Regions from separate parts of the Mus musculus genome. Here region 1 is linked to region 2. Evidence: chromatin contacts called from public Micro-C data. All regions are on one chromosome and are shown on one strand. Each heading gives the region's core, a stretch centred on a gene start, on an enhancer-like site or on the middle of the called end of the contact. The rest is flanking DNA. Distances are from core to core; before and after follow the strand shown.

Region 1 (7,133 bases), core at 2,043-4,542, 1.4 Mb before region 2:
AGAGCTACTGTTCTAAGGAACCACACAAACAAGACCCATAGACTAGAACAAATGATTTGGCCTGCTGAGGCAGTAAGTCAGCAGCATGCACAGCTACAGGAGAACAGTTACAAACAGGTCTGGCAGAAGGAAGGAAGAGAATAATTATAGATAAAACAGTCACACATAACACGGTAATTTTCAAAGGCGTGGACTTCTGTGCATGAATCTTTGGTGGAAAGTCAACAAGTGCACAAATGGAGCTTCTTGTGGTTTCTAAAGATAACTTTTACCAGGATGATACAGGTTCATTTTCAGAATTGAACCAGGTTTTCTTCCTGTGACATGCAAGCCCCTTTCCCTGTTGTTTCTCCCCCCCCCTCAAAGATGGTGGAGATTCCATTGAATGTTAATGATGTGGTCCCATCCACAGAAGCTCAGCAGAGGGTTCTAGCTCCATAACCCAAGAAAGCTTTCTTAAAATGTCCTTAGCTTTGTGATCTGCAAAGTGGAGACAATGAAATTCACTTCAAAGTTTTGAAGAAAAGACTGAATGGGAGGACTAGAGAAACATGAAATGGGATCATTCCATACACTGAGGCAAAGTCATATAGCAGCAGTCTTTGCAGAGAGAGAGAGAGAGAGAGAGAGAGAGAGAGAGAGAGAGAGAGAGTTCTATATGTCGTATCTAAATAATAAAGTTTGTTTTTTTAAAACAAACAATAACCAAACAGCCAAACAAAACCAAAAATAAACAAACAACAAAAACCATGGTGTTGTGGTTGGAAAGATGGCTCAGTGGTTAAGAGCACTGGCTTAACTACCAGAGGTCCTGAGTTCAATTCCCAGCAACCACATGGTGGCTCACAACCCATCTGTAATGGGATCTGATTCCCTCTTCTGGCTTGCATTAAGACAGAATGCTATACATAAAATACATACATAAATCTTGATAATGCTATCATTTCAATTGTGTAATTTATTTTTGATCTGTATGGATTAAAAAAAGAAACAAACAAACCTGAAGTCATTGACTTTCTGGGAAGTCTTTTTATTAGGCTCAAAAACACAATTGCTTTTTGCTAGTCAAAATGGTCAGATTTCAAAAGATTATGAGCCTGTATTACTTAAGCAATTCTGTATACATTGGGATTGTTTTCCCCAGAGGGCTTTCAGAATGCCACATACCTTTCTGATGAAATTAAGAATACACAACTGTTTTAGAAGCACAACCTCCCTTTTGCATCCCATCCAAACATCCCCTGGGTCGCGAGCAGTTTAACCTCTCTCTGGAAATCTACTATGCATAATTGAAACATGCTAAGTAAAGAACATTAATGCCTCCAAAGGGCTTGCCTATATGGTCCTTCAAGGTTCTCAGTAATTCTCAGTAATTGAAATGTGTTGTTAAATGATTTAGAACTAAGATGCACCAATTTTGCAGACTAAGTCCCATATTGTTTGTAAAATAGCGTGGATTTTATTTTTCCTGCTTGATTTTAATGCTGAGAGGAAAGGCAAGGCTCGCCTCTGACTTTCTGGACATTAAAAGTACAGATTGTGGTCTGTCTCTCAGGTCCCAGGCAGTTGGAGCTGTAGCCATCAGAGTCCCTAATGTAAAGGCTTTGTTCTCTTTTGTTTCTTCTTAATGGGGCACTTTCTTTTCAGAACTCAGTTGCTATAAAATGGGAAAAGTCAGCCTTTTTATTAGTTCAGAAGAAGCCCATGGTATTTATTTATTTATTTATTTATTTATTTATTTCCCTAAATGCAGCCACTCCCTTTGCCCTGGGCAGGCTCAAAGATCTCTCCACCCTTTTGACAGCTGGATTGTGTCCTTGGTTTTCTTTGACTGTGGTTGTTTACTCTAAATCAGGGTTCCTCTTCTCCCTACACCTTTACACTTCTGCACCCCTGCCCAATGCAGGCCTTTCCCCCGAGATATGTGCTGGGTAAATCTCCAACTGATGTAAGCAAAAAAGGCAGGAAAGGTAAGTGGCAGACAGAGGACAGCCTAGAGGCACTGAACCTTGGGCTTGGGTCTTGGAGAGAAAGTCTAGTGACAAAGACAATGTATCCAGTTTGTGGAGTGTGTACCCAGCTCACATATTTATCTAGAGCTGAATTTATGTCTGATCCTGCCCTATGAACAAGGAGAAAGAAATGATCCCTGATGTCCAAGATCTCCAGAACCGCAAGTTTTCCCGGCTCTAGGTACCAGCCGCGTATGCACCCACCTCTGTCTGGTGATGAGATTGATGTAGTGTCGCAGAGCGGAGTAGTATCTGGCCATGTCCTCTGCTGGCGCGTCCTCGCCCGGATTGTCCGGCTTGGAGGGGTACCCCTCAGCCAGAATGCCCAAACACACGAGCAGAGATAGAGCGAGGGTCAGTCCACACAGCCCCATTCGCTTGTTACCTAGCATCTGTGGATACAGAAGGCTCAGACTTGGAGATGCTGAGATTGCTCGTCTTTGTCCCAATTCCAGCTATCACTCTAGACCCTCATCTAATCCCATCCCAGACCCTAGAATAAAAGCCCAGACTGGGCAGGCGCCACTTCCAAATCTTTAGAAGACCACTTGCCCCGACCTGGATCTTCTGCCCCGTCCACATATTTCAGAAAACTTCCTCCGATTCTCCTGGTGAGAGGCAGAGGTCCCCTTTTCAGAACAGAATTGGAAGTTCTGCCCTCTATCTTAAAGAATGACCACTTTTCTCCTCTCGTTCCTAAATCACCCTTGGAGGAGAAAACTTTTCTTCTGGGTTGCTTTTGATTTGTGTGGCTACAAGCGCTGTGACAGTCGGATACCCAGAGGCTCAGTTCGGATTTTGGAGGCAACAGAGCTCACCGTGCTAGAGACAATACTTGGGGGAATCTCCCACTAGGAGCACACATGCAATCTGGGTTCCTGGTTGTAACCAACCAACCAACCAAACAAACAAACAACCAAACAAAACCCCACCGCTGCCCTGGGATAGGTGTTCCCAGGTTCTTCTCCCTACCCTCAAAAGATAAGAGGCACGGAGGCGGGGCGCCCAGATTGGAGGGTCCCGGGGAAGGGCAGGTGGACAGTAGAACCTGAGTCCAGCAAGTGAAATTTAGGCGCCCCAAAGAGCTGGGTGTCAAGCTGGCAGAGCAAGCTCAGGGGACCGGCTGCGGGGCAAGTTCACTGGCGTCTGGGAGCCCGCGCCCCTGTCCCAGTTGATCCTGGCACTCACCGTGGCGGGCGGGCAGTCGTCGCTGAGCGGCGGGTGCTCTGCTCTGGGTGCCTCTGTGAGAGAAGAGATCCACCGGTGGGATGCGGAGAGCGGGTCGCCCACAGGCTTTTATGGAGCGCCCTTGTCGCGGCAGGAGGGGCCTCGGGGGCAGTCACGCCCGGGTGACTCCCACAGCCACTTCCCGCCCCCAGCGGCGGGGGAGGAGGCTGGAGCCACTGCCGCTCGAGTGGCGGCGTCTGGAGCCACCCACACCCCAATTCTAAGCGGCCCGCTCTGCGGGGAGAAGGGAACAGTCAAGAGTGAGCACCCTCGGAGCCCTCTCTCTATCCCCGACCGTCGAGTCCCGCTAGGGAGATGAAGCGGGACCGCTTAGGTTGCCTGTCGCGGGAATTGTCAGCTCTCTGCGTGCGGGTCTGTAGGGACCTGAATATTCTACTTGGGGAGCATATCTGGGGCCCGCGGGATAACTGCGCGCTCTGGGAGGGAGGCAGGCGAGCGAGGTTTTTCCCGCTCCCGGTGCAGGTGTGCGGGACCGCAAGGTCCCAGTGGCTTCCATAGACCCATTGGATCTACTGGTCTCCCCAAAAGGTGGGCCCTCCCCCAAGCACTCTCCCCAACGCTGCTAGCCGGGTTCGGCCTCAGCCAGAAACTCCCCGAGGCTGCCACTGGGAGCCCGCGGTCCATGAGCTTCTGTATCTAGAGTGGAAAGTGGCGGCGATTCGCACCCCTGTCTGTAAACCCTGTGAAGTCCCGAGTGAGCTTGGTTAGCGTCTGAATGAGCACTTGCTTTCAGATTGAAATGGAGCAGATTAAAAAACCAACACCAGTGTGCTTGTCGCGTTAAACTTGTTGAATAAATATGAACGATATTGAAGTTATGTTTACCAGATAGGGATTTTTACAAGGTACGCTTGAGTAAGTGCCCCTGGAAGTTTGAATCTAAGTGAAATGGTCCATTGCTAAAGTGGAATTTACGCGTTATTTTAAAGCTAAACTAAATGATTTCGTTTGAGTGTCACTTTGCGGGTTGTTTAAATAGTGCTAAATTGACTACTAATAAGAGGGAGAGAGGGAGGGAGGGAGAGAGGGAGGGAGGGAGGGAGGAAGAGAGAGAGAGAGAGTGAGAGAGAGAGAGAGAGAGAGAGAGAGAGAGAGAGAGAGAGAGAGAGACTATGTGATCGAATGATAAACCAGAACAACAATATCCCTCGCAGCTGGAAGACTTCACTTTCCCTACGTCAGAAACCTGCACCAGGGCCACAAACACTGAGCTGTCAGGGCTGCTTTTGTGCCCACATGAGGACATTTGATAAAAGGCAAAGCATCTAACAAGTCCTCTCTGATAAGGAGGAAGGCACACACTACTGTTCAATAATGTAATTATATTTTTGTAGTGAATCAGAGATTCACATCAGTTGAAGCCTGGATTTAGCAGGAGTCACAGGATCTCGGAGAAAGTACACCTTAGGGCGCGAGGGAGGGGCACCACTTTTGAGCAGGGACTCTGGGAATCTGATTCACTTCCTTTATAATGTCGGTGCTTGAAAACAAGAACTTTTCCCATCAGCATTTGGAAAATAAAGTCAAGGGAGGGTGTGCCCAGGATGTCACACTGTTCTCTTCCTTGTTGTCCAAGCTGCATCATCTGGCCTTGAGCTCTCAACATTCTGCTGATACCACTCCATCAATTAACTCCTTTGGTGGCTTCCTGAAATCATTGGTAGCTCATAGAAACAACCTCTCCCCCAACAAACAAAATCAAACGTCATTCAAAGCAGCAGTGTCCTAGCTGCTGGCTCTCTCCTTTGTTCCAAAGTCAACTTCATTGACTTTTTATTTATATGCGTGATCATTCATTGTAATAGCTTTTCTAAACTATCAATAAAATATACTAAGAAGCTTCGGATGTTTGAAAGATTCCCTTGGATACACATTCACGAATCCATAAAGAACATAGGTTCATCACCTCCTGGACTTTTGACATCCCTCTGACAGTGCCCTCTCCTGCTACTCCCGGTTCCCTTCCTCCATGGGTCTGTCTCCTGACATACAGAGTTGTTTGCATATCTAGCCCAGCTCCACAATAGCTTCTCATCTGTGCTTTTAATTTTTTTTAATCCAACACCCTTAAGCTAAGACTCACCCAAATGTCCACAGCACACACTGTACCGTTGACACATTTCCATGCTAAGACACCCCTCAACTTCAAGAACCAACTCAGCTTCTCCTAGATCCCAGGTTCCTTCCAGCTTGTACTGTGACTAACTCTGCAAGGGCATTGATTGATAAGTCACTGTGTTGATGTAAGCAGTCATTTCCCATAGGGGAACAAACATCAAGTCATCAACTGACGTTAGCTCCATCCCACAGGTCACTGCCAGTCTATTTTGATTTGTTTTTTTTTTTTTCATTCTATTTTGGCCAGTTCCTATTGCTACATCTTTAGTTACTTCATTTATTCTGTTTCAATATGCGATCCTTGTCAGTTTTATTCAGTGATTTCGCACCTTAGACAATATAACTTTCATCTTTAGAATTTCAATATGGGTCTCTTTAATACCCATCATGTCAACTCTTTATTCTAGGTTTTTAACACATCATTATTATTACTATTATTTTGACATTTGAAATAGGTTCTCCATATGTAGTCTAAGATGACCTTAAACTCCCAATAACTGTTTCAGTCTCCCAAGTCTTAGGATTGCAGGCCTGTGCTGTCAGGCCCAGACTGATATGCATAATCAATAACTTCTATCATCCATACAATTGCTGTATTTGGATTGCTTCCCACCACATGATGACCTGCATTTTCCCTCTTCTTCATCATCTTTGATAGGACTTCAGAGACTGTGGATTTTACATTGTTGGCCCTTGGACTCTTTTTTATATGTCCCTATAAACACTTGGGCTTTGTTCTGGAAGGATGAAAACTCTGGCAAGTTGCACCTTGCGCTTCAGTTTTTTTGAGGAGGCCAAGCTGGCTTTAGTCTAGGGTTAATTTTGTTTTCTGCTTTCAAAGATCATTCTTGCTTTATCTGATAACTGACAGCTGAGGGGGACAGGTTTCCCCCTCTGGCTGTTGGGCTACTCCCAGCCTTTGTGAGCTTGGGACCTTCCTTACCCAGGCCCCTGGGTGGCTCTTTGTCTGACCTTGAGTGGCTTCTTTGAAAGTAGGATTTATTTAGCACTCAACTAAGTTTTGGTGGGAGATACTGCAGATCCCCTGATAGTCCCACTGCAGGACTTTCCAGGCTCAGGCCCACCTCCCAAGGCTGCCTGACTCGCTCAGCTCTGCATGGCAACCTGGCAGGCTCTCCAGTCAGTTCTCTGGTGCCTTTTGCCCGACACTCCTCATTTGTTTTCCATTGCCAGGAGATCACTAACAATTAGCAGCCGATGCCTATGTTCTGAGAGTTGTTTTATTTCTTTTTGTTTAAGGTTGTCATCATTTCTAGAAGCCTCTGAGCATGGTCTTTTCATTATAGCCCCTGCTTCTTCACTCTGGGCTTGGTTACAATGCCACTGTACTCCATGTTTAAGCTATTGTAACTCTGGTCTACCTCACTGTGGAGCTCTCAGAACTTTAAACAGTTGTTTTTAAAGATTGCCTCACAACTGTAACTATCTATTTCCGTGCACACATATGTGCTATTTCTAAATTATTTTGTGCCTTTAACATTTTGTAATTGTAAGCTTCATATGTACAAACATAGAGGAATATCTGTCTCTTAGTAGATGTTCAGCTAAACAAAACTGGGAGTCAGTGTGTCACTGTCTGCCTGTCTATCTGTCTGTCTGTCTGTCTATATATCCATTAGTCAAAGTCTGTTAGGATTTCAAAGTCTAACAAACAAGCTCTTCAAAGGACCATTATGGAGAGCCAGAGACAAGACACAGAGATGGGCAAGCAGCCTGAATCATGGGTAACAAACT
Region 2 (6,837 bases), core at 2,372-4,871:
CCGAAGAGTTAGCTGAGCCTGCTAGAGGTTGGCAATGCCATGTGACAAAGCAATGACCTTTAGGGCTGGTTTCAGCAAGGGCTGTGGTAGAAAAGAATGGGGCACACCCAGCTTGTCATTATTTAGATGGCTTGGAGAGCCAACCAGACCTGTTGTGTCCTCAGGCAGTCTGTCACCTTTGCTACATCACAGATGGGCTCCCTTTCACAGCTACTACCCCAAAAGGTACCACCTACCCATCCCTCTTGGGTACTCACCATCGGTACAGTGAGCTCCCCCCCATCCTGGACAACAAGCCCTCACTGTCCGGTTCCAAGTAGCAGGCCTGGTTTCCGGGGGTCTGCCCCCATCACACAGGGAGAAGCAGGGAAAGATGTTAATATTCAGCCAAGTCCTACCATAAGGTAAGGTGGGTCTTGGTCTGGTCAAGTACTTAGTGGGTTAGTTCTAGTCAACTACTCTGAGGGGTCCTGTCAAGCAATTCTCCTCTCCCGGCCTTACTTTCAAATGTTAAGCAAGAATGAATGCTAGGAAGTAACCTGGGGCAGTAGGGAGAAGTGTCACACCTTTCTTCCCCTGCCATACTGTGCCCACCACAGTGCCCTCTCATCCACCTACATCATCTCTCTCCACCCTTCCTTGAATCCAGTCAGAACCTGTTTCCCAAATGCCTGCTGCACTAGTTCCTCCCCCACTCTCAGGATATCCTGTGGTCACTCTTTCCTTTCCTGTCCGGCAGACAGCCCAGGTTCTGACCCTCACTCACTTGTAGATCGCACAGAGCCCAAGTGCTGGGGGCCTGGTGAGCCCCACACGGCCACTCCAGGACAGGTCCAGCTGCCAGCCTAGGCGGCTATAATGGTACAAACTGGTGCAGGGTACGAGGTCCTCCTGACGAGGCGTTACTTCCTCTTCCACATGGACAGTCTCTATCTGCTCACACCAATGCCTGTCCAGGGACAGGAGAGCACAGATACCAGCATTGTCCATTTTGTCACCGAGAAGTTTTGTACTATGAATCCGAGGCCCCAAGGGCTGCTGGGAGAAGTACTTGAAAGAAGGGAAAGATTAAGGGTTGATAGAAAAGGGCTAAAAGAAAATCCTGGCATCCCAGAGGGAGCCTGGGTATAGACAGGCAGGAGGATCTTATCCCTGGGAGCTGCTTACCCATTAGCCTGAGTCCATAGCATCCCAAAGAGAAGGGCAAGAGGCAGCATAGTGCTCCACCACAGGTCGCCTTTGGGAGGACCTGATGCTTGGACTTGGGCAATGCTGCTGGAGGAGACCAGAGAGGATAGCACTGTCCCACAATGAGGTCTGAATTAACCTGGAGGTCAGTCTGTCCAAGGCTCTTCATAAGGGTAGATTTTATCCCAGCCCCTGGGTACCAGCTGTTCAAAACCAGATTGGACCTACCTCCAGCATCCCTTCACAGGCCAATTCTCCCTGGAAACAGGCCCCATCCCACCCATCCAGGAGTGTGGGTGTGTGAGGGGACCACAGCTGGACACTTTGAGCCCCTGGCTTTTCTACACTGTCAAGCACTACCACAAACTAATATATGAGTGTGGTCAAGACACCTTCCCTTTCTGGGCGTTTGTTTCCTTACCAGTAAAAACTTCAGGGACTTTCCAAGGCTGCACAGATGGGCCTCAATAAGCTTTTTGAAACTTCAGGTGTGGGAGGGTCTCTCCACCCTCCAAAAACTGCAGGGCTAGAGAGAAGGTGGCTCAGTGTTTTAGAACACTTGATACTCCCAGATTTGGTTCTCAGCAACCAAACTTTTAGCTCATAACCACCCATATATATAGGCAAAACACATGAAATAAGCCATTGCCTTTATTATGGTGTTCTCTCTATGCTCTTTCCTCTCCCTGTCCCCTCAGCTCAGGTGCACAGGAAGAGAAAACACCCAAGTTATGTGGAGACAATATGGAACCGTAAACCCTTCGCTCAGTGAAGTCAGTCTTTTGAGGGTATCTGTATGAGGTGGTTGGGGCCATTTGGTCACCTGTGGTTTTTCTGAGGGCCCCAAAGCATTCAAACACTGAAAGGATCCAGGAAGATGGGAAGGAGAGAAGGGTGGAATAAGAGCGGGGGCGGGGGGAGCTTGTTCCCCCTGCCCCTGGATGGAGCAGTGTTAAGCCGGATAGAATAATCCCAGCATCCGTCTGGTTTAGAGGAGGCAGCTGCAGGCTCCACAGGCAAATCCTGGTTACATCCTGGTCACCAGTAGGCCTCCAAGGCCACTGGGCTGGAATGCGGCTGGACCGGAAACTCTGAATCCTTCTATTTCATAATGAAATGAGGTCCCACTGGGCATCCTGCATGGTCACCCCACCTGGTGCACCCCACCTGGCCTGGGGGTTCCTTCCTCTGGGCCTACTATTGGGCCTGGGACCAAAATAGGGCCAGTATGAGTTTCCCCAGTTGCTTCCAGATATCTAGGGTTGGTGCCTGGGAGTTGAGCAGTCCTGGGGAAGGGTCAGCATCTATTCTGGGCACAGTGTCCTTCTAACTTCTCTAACATTCTCACCTGGCCACTGTTCCTGCATATCCTACATACGTGGACTGCAGTTCTCAAAGCCCATTCTTGCACACAGAGAGGGACACAAACTCTGCTCCTAGCCATCTTTACTCAGTGAAGCAGCCAGTTATTAAAAGAGCCTTTTGCATCTTGAGTCACAGGACCTCCTGATCCTTCAGGTCGGTCTCCATTGCTCCAGATTTCACTCTAACTATCTGTAAATGTTGAGGACATCCCTGCTCCATCTTATAAGGCTAGCCTTGGGTCACTGCCCTGATTCCACAGGTGTCACTATCCTTGTGTCAGGGTGCCATTGTCAGGGACCGTGTCCTATCCAAGAGGGCCATTTAATGGCCTCCTCTTCCCAGACTCTCTCCCAGCAGCTCTGTTCTGCAACTTGGCTGACAAGGGAAGCTTGGACTGGGGAGAAATGTAACTTGGATCTGCCCTTTTCCCTACAGGGGCAGGCAGGCGGAAATGGGAGCCCATGGGAGTTTGAAGAAAAATCACAGGGCATGGAATATCCAGCCTAGATTTTAATTCCAGGGCTGGGTGAGGGTGTCTGAAGAGCAGAGGGGGATGGCTTAGGAGTACCTGCACCCATGAGCAGAAATGGTGGAAGTCTGGGGAGAGATCCACACCTAACGCCAGGAGGTTTTCTTACCCACGGACAACACTCCCCCGCCCCCGCCCAGCCCCGCCCCACCTCACCCCCTGCAGTTTCCATGCCTGTCCAGCGGTCTCAGTCGGGGACTTGGTTCCTTTTTCCCCATTTTCTACTTTGAGAGCCCTCTCTCTGCCCTCTTAGATTGGTTCTTAATCCTCAGTCTCCGCGGTGAGACTTGGATCGCGTCCTCCGGTCTGGGTGGATCCTGGTGGAGAGTTTTTTGACCGATTCTCCCAATCTCTGCTGGCCAGACAGTCTCCCGCGGGACCGCGGCGCTACCACTTACTCGGCTGCCACTGGCGATTTTAAAGACAGCCATACACACATTGCTCTCCTCCCCAAACACGCCCCCTCCTCTCCCTACTCCCCCCAACTCTTCACTACTACCACCACCACCCCGTTCCGCGCTCCACCTTTCTCCAGCTCCTCCCTCCTAGGCTGTGAGCACCCTCCCTTCTAGCCCGAGTGCCCTTCCTTCTAGCCTCTTCTTCTCCTTCCTCTCCCCTCTGCCCTTCCTCGGTCCTAAGCTCCCACTTTCCATCTCCACACTCCGGGCATCTTGCCCTCAGACCGTCACCTGCACCCAAGCCCATTAGTGCACCCTCCCGCGGCAGGTCTCTCGAAGACCCTCCGCTTTAGCCTGTGCCCCGGAGCAGTGTTCCCGCTTCCCGGGTTCCTCCCCCCGATCACCCGCAACGCTGCCCCACACCCTCTCCCTCCGCGTCTTTCCTTCCCCTCCCCGCGAAGTTTCAGGGCTGTCAGTCCCGGAGTCTTTCGGGCAGCCCGCACCCAAGCTGCAGGCAGCCGGCGCCATTGTGCAAACGGCCGCCCGGGACCGGAGGCCCGAGCGCCTGGGTCCCCGAAGCGGGCCGCGGCACGTAGCCGCAGGAGCCCGCCAGGTAAGGACACCCGAGACTCCCGGGCAGGCGTCTCCCCCGCCACCCAAACGGAGCTTTACAAGCCCTGCCGACCCACGGCAGGTGACAACCCCGAGGGAAGGGGCGCGCAGACGCGAGTGTGGGGGAGGGGGGGGGTCAGACCAGGAGGGAAGGGAGTCAGGAGGGAGGGTCCTGGCGCAGATGGGGAGACTAGGAAACTGGAGGGGAGGGCAAGGACTCGGGGAGGCCCGGTGGGAGCAGGTGGGAAGAGGGCGGGAGGGGCCTGCGGGGAGGATCCCCAGGAGCGGGAGTAGGGTTCCTCGGGATAGAGGAAGGGTCCAGTGCGAAAGGGCAGGAAACGGGCTCAGGGATGGGGCTGGTCGGGAGCGAAGGACGCTGACAGGTGAGCCTAGAGCAGGGCAGGGGGCCGGGACCCGGAGTGACTCCGGAGCTCTAACAGGGGCGGGGATTGGGGGGAGTCTAGTCAGAAGGAAAACTCCGGAGAGGGCGTGAAGTCAGTGGGGAGCAGAAATGGGCAAGGGGGCTGCTGAGAGGGAGGTGTGTTGGGAAGAAAGGGGTATGGGGAGGGGCAGAACGAGGGAGTAGGTCCAGAGAATGTGGGGTTAGCTTGGATTCCCCCCCCCAAGATGGGGGGCGTGAGACCTGGAAGCTAGGGAGCGGACTAGGAGGGGGAGGGGAAGAACAAGGCTGGGGACCGGGAGGGGAGAGAAGCGGAGCCGGAGCTTGCAGGGTAGGCAGAGGGGGAAGGGAGGCGGGGGCCGCTGAGGGGGGAAGGAGAGCAGCGGGAGGGAGGGAAGCAGAGGGGAGGCTGGTGTGGGGGAGGGGGAGGGAACTGAGGAGAGGAAAGAAGGAAAAGAAACCCGAGTGGGGGAGGAGAGGGGAGGGGCAAGCGGATGGGGGAGAGCAGCTGAGAAGGGGAGGGCGGGAGTGGGGGGGGGGAGGAAGGAAAAGAGGAGGGGGAAGGAAGGGAGGGAGTGTGCAGCCTGGGGAGGGGGTGGCGTGCGGAGAACTAGGCGGGCGGGCACAGGAGGAAGGGGGAGGGGAGCGCTGCCCAAGACTGCTGGTAGAGGAGGGTCGGGAGAGGCCGTAGCTGCTGAGGGCCGACTCGAAGGGGGCCCCTGGGGGTTGACCCGACGGGTGCGCGCAAGGGAGGAGCCAAAGGGGCGGGGCAAGAGGAGGAGCCCCAAAAGGCTGCCAGATTTGGTGGGGAGAGAGGGCGGAAGGCAGCGAGAGGGGAGGGGCAGAGGGAAGGCTGCCAGGGAAGGGGGAGGGGAGCCTGCTAAAGGAGGGGCAGAGAACCGGTTGGAAGTGGAGCTGAGAAGTGCAAAAATCGGGGAGTGTCCTGGCCTGGTGTGGGGGTTGTTCTCGCCCGGTTAGTCCTATGGGGGTTGTGAGTCTTTGAGGTAGGGGTTTAGGGAGAGGAAGTCAGAGTCATTTACTACCTCTGCAATAGCCCTTGTTCACCTCCTCCCACCCCCGTATCCCTAAAGTGTTACTGGTCCTCCAGGGCTGGCTCTCATTTCACTAGCTACTGCCCTAGGGGCTGAAGGGTCCACGTGTAGCTTCCCTCTCCCCATCTTGGTCCAGAGAATTAAGTGGTCCCTGTACTTACCCTGGCAAAGACACAGTGGGTGGTGAGTGACTGCTGATGGTTTGGGGACGGTTTTGAAGACTTGACAGGTGGGGACCAGGGCTGATATCCATTGCCAAGCAGAGTTTGCAGGAGGCTCCATGTGATTGGGTATTCATCTTCAGAGGCCTCTGTTCCCTCACCTGTGCCTAGGGCTTCACTTTGGAGTTCTTGGGGATAGCTGAGACCTAGCTGGAGGCCATCAGGAAGAATCTGAACAGGGCTGTCTTTTTAGGGTCTGTGGCCTGATCACCTAGGAGAGCCACTCCTGGTGGCCATGAGAGAGACCCTGGAGGCCCTGAACTCCTTGGGTGAGTGGGGGACAAAGGAACCAGGAGGGTGGGAGTTCCTAGGCATCCGAAGTGTAGCAGTGTCGTCCCTCAGGGGTATACAACCCTGAGCCCCAAACCATGGCAGCCTGGAGAAGCAGACATCTTTTTAGGTCACCATTATGTATCTCAGTGACCAGACCAGGATGATAATACTAGATTGTATGTGTGCATGGGATTCACAGAGAACTGGAAGCTAAAAGCAAGCAAGCAAGCAAACAAACAAACAAAACTCATTGCACTTACATATTTATTTATTGTGTTTATTATGTCTACCTCATGTGTGGAGGTGAGAGAACTTTTTTTTTTTTGAGTTATCTGCTACCATGTGGGTTTTGAACCAAATGCAGATCGTTAGGCACAGAGCAAGTACCTTTACCCACTGAGGCATCTCCCCCACCCAGCACTGGAATTCTTCTTCTTCTTTTTTTTTTTTTTTCCCTATTTCAAACTACCCAATTTCTTTTCTTTTTTCTCCCCTCGATTAAAAGGGCCGAGCTTAATACCTGGCCAGACTGCTGGGGAGCTTGGGCAGTCCTTTATCCATACAGACAAGAGGTACCTTTCTCCCCAGACCGGCTGGGAAAATGCCCCATCGCTGGTACCAGTTCAATACTAGAAGCTTCACTTGAACTCATCCCTCTGCCTATAACAGGATTCTCAGTGGGACAGCCAGAGATGGCTCCCCAGAGTGAGCCCAGGGATGGGTTCAGTAATGCCCAGGAGAAGATGTCATCCAGAGGAGAGAGCACACTGCACTCCTGCTCAGGTAAGTGGGTACCATG

The links. A called contact is a pair of places that touch in the nucleus more often than the background predicts.
Region 1: a Micro-C map of embryonic stem cells shows a contact between it and region 2, with 8 times the contacts expected there. The contact joins the promoter of Npy here to the promoter of Zfp467 in region 2. A contact is called at or near these places in 1 of 39 promoter capture datasets (embryonic stem cells) and 2 of 484 Hi-C or Micro-C datasets (both in embryonic stem cells).

What each region holds. Positions count from the first base shown.
Region 1 is chr6:49,818,869-49,826,001 of GRCm38.p6, reverse strand. Npy (neuropeptide Y) reads right to left here and starts at 3,292. Exons shown (of 4, transcript NM_023456.3): 1 at 3,201-3,292; 2 at 2,217-2,404. The coding sequence starts at 2,404.
Region 2 is chr6:48,442,609-48,449,445 of GRCm38.p6, reverse strand. It overlaps Zfp467 (zinc finger protein 467), which reads left to right and starts at 3,621. Exons shown (of 5, transcript NM_020589.2): 1 at 3,621-4,093; 2 at 5,959-6,034; 3 at 6,708-6,821. The coding sequence starts at 6,001. Sspo (SCO-spondin) reads right to left here and starts at 1,272. Exons shown (of 103, transcript NM_173428.4): 1 at 1,168-1,272; 2 at 767-949; 3 at 258-340; 4 at 1-81. The coding sequence starts at 1,217.